Regions from separate parts of the Capra hircus genome. Here region 2 is linked to region 1. A link is a contact called in public Hi-C data. All regions are on one chromosome and are shown on one strand. Each heading gives the region's core, a stretch centred on a gene start, on an enhancer-like site or on the middle of the called end of the contact. The rest is flanking DNA. Distances are from core to core; before and after follow the strand shown. Region 1 overlaps PCNX1 (pecanex-like protein 1). Region 2 holds the start of PCNX1 (pecanex-like protein 1).

Region 1 (2,700 bases), core at 129-2,628:
ATTTAAGTTTTTCATTTTAAAAGACATAGCCAAATTTAATTTAATGCATTTGGTTTCTTCAGTGTTGCTAAATAAACATATCATAGTAAATTTGACTCTGTCAGGAAGAATTTTAGGTGGTTTTAGGAAATTTTAAGTAAACATGCTTTCTTAAGACATTTTTTTCTTCCTGGTAGCAATACTGTCAGAGACAGGATCAAATCAACCCAGAGAGATACTATTTTTCACCCAATTAAGGTTTTTTCCAGTGATTGCTACTAGTAGTATTCAGATTAAGAAAGGCATCTAACACACTATTCATGGTGTGCAAACTGGTGCAACCAACCTTCTACAAAGAAATCTGGCAAGGTAACCAAAAACCTTCAAAAAGCATACCTACCCTTTGATCAATAATCTACTTCGAGAAATTCCTGCTAAAAGATAAAATCAGGTATTTGTACAAGGTTCTGGAAAAGATTATTCATGTCAAGGACACCAGGGATACAAGGTGACAGGTAACAGAGGAGGTGAGGATAAAGGAAGAGAGGTGGATTTTTCAGGAATGTAAGAGAAATAAAGTAGTTTGTTTTTTATAATTGCTGAGGATGATCTAGAAGAGAGAAGGAAGTTATGATTTTTGTTTATAAAAGTAAAATGTTAATTCTATAAAATCCAGTTAAGTATGAGGAAGAAAATGATTTACATTTCTGCCACTGAGATAACTGTTAATACTTTTTGGTGTGTCACTTTTTTCCTTTTTATTGTGGTATAATTTACATGTCATAAAACTCACCCTTTTAAGAATAAAATTCAGTGGTTTTTAGTATATTCACAGATTTGGGCACTCATGACCACTGTCTAATTCTAGAATCTTTGCATCATCCCAAAAAGAAACGTATACCCATTACACTCATTTCCTTCTTCAGCCTCTGGCAACCACTCCTGTCCCTATGCACTTGCCTATTCTGCACATTTCATGTAAATGGAACTATATAATGTTCCAATGTGACTTTTTGTATCTGACTTCTTTCACTTTGCATGCTATATTATGAATCAGGACTTTATTCTCTTTTATGGCTAAATACGGTATATTACTTTTAACATTCTTGCGAACATATGCACACATACCCTTAGTGTTCTCTTACACGCTTACAGATTGGAACCCTATTTTTTAAAATCATTTTATTTACAAATAGCTTTTGGGCTCTGCTGGATCTTTGCTGCCGGGCGGGCCTTTCTCCAGTTGTGGCGAGTGGGGCCATTCCCCAGTTGCAATGTGTGGGCTTCTCATGCGGCGGCTTCTCTCGTTGCAGAGACGGGCTCCAGGGCTCATGGGCCTCAGCCGCGGCCGTATGTGGGCTTAGTGGTTGCAGCTCCCAGGTCCCAGAGCACAGGCTCACCAGCTGTGGCGCGTGAGCTTAGCCACCCCGAGGCGTGCAGGATCCTCCTGAATCGGGGACTGGACCCGTGTCTCCCGCACTGGCAGGCAGACTCTTCACCACTGAGCCACTAGGGGAGCCCAGTCATGGTTCTATACAGCGCCATCTTTTCACTTCAGATATTTTCTCATATTATTGTGTACTCTTTAAATGCGTTTTAGTACCTGCATGGTGTTACTATTAAGACAATATCATCTACTCAACCTTTTTATGGCATGTTTTCATAGTTTTTTGTTTTAAGGAGTTTTATAACAACCGCCGATGACATTCACCAAAAAGTAGTCTATAGTCACTGTTTTCAGTTATTCTCCTCTGACATGTATTCTACTCCCACCCCATTAAGAAGCTATCAAGCTCACCAACATCCTCTGTGCTGTGGAGTTCAACGGTCAAGTCTCAGTCTCATATAACTTGGCCTACCAGCAACCTCTGACAAAGCTGACCACTCTCCCTGAGATGTGGGGATGTGCCCCTCTGCCTCACCAGTTGCTCCAATTCAGTCTCCTGGATTTATTAGACTGCAGTGGCTCAGAGCTCGACTGTTGGAACTCCTTCATTTTTCTACCTATACTCTCTCTCTCTCATACATCTCATCTAATATTCTGGCCCCGAAATAACTAAAATTCAGAAATACCTTGTAATTAGTTTCTCTGTCTTCTACCCAGCCTCAGTACTCACACAGGGATGGACTAGAGTTCTGATCTTGGGTAGGGAAGACATGAATGAAGCTAAGGAGGGAAACTGCAGATAATCCCTTCTTAGAAAACATACCTGACACATGCCCACAACCTCAGTTTTCTCCCAATCATCCTGAATCAGGGTGATAGAATGAGTGCCAACTAGTCAACTAACTGCTAACCAAATAACTAAAGGTCACTGTCCTGTAAATCCAAAGCAGCCAGAGAGCCAGCAGAGTCTCAGCTATTAAGCCAGAATGAACAACAGCCACTAGGTGGTGCCAAACCGCAGCCCAGACCTACAGGGATCTGGGTCAGGGAACCAGGCTGCCTGAACTCCAGGCCCAGCTAACGATACAGGCATTCCCTGCTAGTTCATGAACTTCATACTAACCCAACCCCACGTCTGACATAACTGAATCTTTTTTTTTTAATTTATATACTGAAAACTCCTAAACTTAAAACCTCAACCCAGATTTCTTATCTAAAATCCAAGCCTATCTAATTATCTACTAACTACTGTTGTTTAGAGGTCCTACAGCAACTCATACCTGATATGCCCTAAATGAACCCCTTCTCATGCCCTTCACCATGCTCTCCCCACT
Region 2 (2,700 bases), core at 123-2,622, 52 kb after region 1:
TCTGTTGAAATGCCAGCCAGAGTCCCCGTATCTCCCCCGCTCCCTCCCCCGAAAGCTGGCCTGGAAATAACCACCACTGACCACGGAGCTGAACAGAAAAGAACCAATGGTAAGCAAAAACGGGATTCTGCGAGGCAGGAAGGGTGAGAGCCAGATTTTCAACCACCACGTCGAAGCGAGTTGAGAGGAGCCCGGGCGCCCCACAGATGCATTCCACACGGAGCGGCACACATTCTCTCCCCCCACCCCGCTCCGAGGGCTCCGCACGCGGACACGCTGGAGCGAGGGTCCTCCTCGGAGAGGAGAGGCGAGAACGCCTCGAGGGGAAGGGAGTGCCCGGGATGGGGGGGGTGTTGTCCGGCGCGGAGCGCAAATAAGCACGCGCGTGCCCAGGGATGGACGCAGCGGCCCTCCGGAGCAGAAGGCTGGGCGCCCACGACCGTACTTGGGGGCTTTACCCGCGGGGTGGAAAGGCTGGAGAAGGCAGGATCAGGACCCCCTCCCAGCCCAGCCGAACCCCGAAGAAGGGGGCCTAGGCAGCTACTATCTCCCAGTAAACGGGCTGGGCGCCCGGGGGCGGGAGGTGGGGGCCGCTGCCGATCCGCTTTTCCTGTGCTCGCTGAACAGGGGGAAGCCCTCCAGGGAGGGGAGCGGGGGAGGGGGCGCACTGGAGCGGGAGCCGGGCGGCGGGCCCCCAGGGGCGCGGGATGGCGGGGGGGCGCGCGCCGGAGAGGGGAAGAGGGCGCACACACACACACCCGGCCCGGGGCCAGGGAGGCGCGACCGCCCGCCGGACTCGGGAAACCCGGCCCGCCAGGAGGGGAAGGAGCCACCCTCCTCCCCGCCCCCACACACTCACCATGTAGAGGGTGAAGGGCAGGCCGAGAAGAAAGAGCCACAGGTAGAGGTGCAGCGCGTTCACGAAGGTGGCCTGGTGCGGGTCGTAGTACCAGCCCCCGCTGAGCGCGGCCCACACCCCCTGCCGGAGGATCTGCAGCGTCTGCGACCCCATCCCCACCCGGCGCCGCCGCCGCCGCCGCCGTCCCCGCCGCCGTCCCCGCCCCGGCCCCAGCTCTGCCTCCGGGTCGCCGGAGCCCGCAGCTGCCCCGTCTATCCCCCTCCGGAGCTCCGGGAGAGCCGGCCGGCGCTTCGGCGGTCGCTAGGGCTGCTGCAGCAGCAGGAGGAGGAGGAGGCAGCGAACGAGGAGGAGGAGACCGAGGAGGAGGCGGCGAGCGGCGGGGCGGAGGAGAGCGGAGAAGAGGAGGAGACCGGCCTCCACAGCGCCGCCGCCATCTTGTCTCCTCACACCCGGAGCCGGAGCCAGGCCCCCGCCGACGGCGGCCAGCCAGTGCCGCCGCTGCTGCCGCCGCCGCCGCCGCCGCCGCCGCCGCCGCCGCCGCGACCCCCGCCGGCCGCCAGCCCTGGGCCCGGCGGAGAAGGAGGCCCGGCGCCCGGGAGGGACCGGGAGCAAGCCGCGCCCCCCTCCAGCTCCTCCTCTCCTCTCCCTCCGCCCCTTGGGCTGTCCCCACGGGTGCGCGCAGCGCCTCGGCCGCCGGGGGCGCCTCCTGCCGGCGCCCGGGGGCAGCGCGCGCAGTCGCGGGCCCGGGCCGGGGGCGGGGGCTGCCGAGGTTCCGGGGACCGCGAGTCCCTGCTGTGGCAGACCCCCAGTGCGCTCCTGGTGCCCGAACCTGGCACGTTCCTCACACTCTAGGAAGCGGGTCTTTTACCCCCGAAACGTTGTCCTTAGAACCTGGTTAACATCCTAGCTGACGTCTCATGATATTTAGGAAAGACCTAAGGAACAAGAGGCTCATATCTGAGCTACTCATGGAAGGCCCAAAAGAATTAGGTACAGCTGATGACGGTTGAAAACGACAAACCGCCCGATTTGAGCAAGAACTGTGTTGGCCCATAAAGCGAGCTAGAGGCCCTTGACTGAGAAAAATAGCCACGGCCAGGACTGAACAGATTTACTACTTCCCACGACAGATGAATTAATAGAAGCTGCAAAAGATGTGAAAGCATAGGGTGGAGAGGTTGAGCATTGTATACGGTGATTTTATTTTTATAACGTGCTGTGACTTGTAGCAGTTTTTTGGTGTTTTTTTTTTTAATGGGCCAGTTTAAACAGGATTGAAAGATTAACTGACTCCACCTCAAGTCACAATAGGGTCTTGTATTTTTCTTTTTATAACTGTAAAGAATGGGAATCATTCTTGGCTCTGAGTAACGTTTGTAAGGCGTGTCTGATCTCATTGAACGAGATTTTAAAAAAAAGTTTGAGTTTATAATAGCAATAAAAGTACTCTCTACTCCTGGAATAAAGTTACTGTAATTAATGAGAAAAGCAAGACAGTCCAAAGAAACAGGGGCTGACGTTTTAAGAAGATTGAAAAACCATTGCAGTGTCTCCAGAGTCATACAGCTTTCCTGTTAACACATTCCCACACCCATTTCATTTGACCTTCACAATACTCCTGTAAGGGCAGCATAGAGGCTACCCTTATTTTATGGGTTAGGAAACACAAGCTCAAAGAAACTAAGTGATTGTCCGAGTTTCTGATGGGATTGAAAAGACCTCTGGCACCAGCAGTCATCCTAACTGCATGGACTGAACTTTGGAAGTTTATTTTTCAGTACTCTCCACCTTATACACTCAGATAAGAGTTTGAACTAATCAATAACTGCTCTGCTTCAGGT

What was found. A called contact is a pair of places that touch in the nucleus more often than the background predicts.
Region 2: a contact with region 1 is called in a Hi-C map of blood, with 2.5 times the contacts expected there. The contact joins the promoter of PCNX1 here to the enhancer-like site in region 1. A contact is called at or near these places in 2 of 5 Hi-C or Micro-C datasets (blood and liver).

The regions. Positions count from the first base shown.
Region 1 is chr10:20,517,108-20,519,807 of ARS1.2, forward strand. All of the region lies in intron 5 of PCNX1 (pecanex-like protein 1), which reads right to left. Among named protein-coding and RNA genes, the nearest start is that of PCNX1, 52 kb to the right of the region's middle. Within about 2 kb of position 1,379, at least 1 of the 5 cell types and tissues checked has an H3K27ac peak or open chromatin away from gene starts, as enhancers often do.
Region 2 is chr10:20,569,494-20,572,193 of ARS1.2, forward strand. It overlaps PCNX1 (pecanex-like protein 1), which reads right to left and starts at 1,373. Exons shown (of 36, transcript XM_018054011.1): 1 at 860-1,373. The coding sequence starts at 1,012.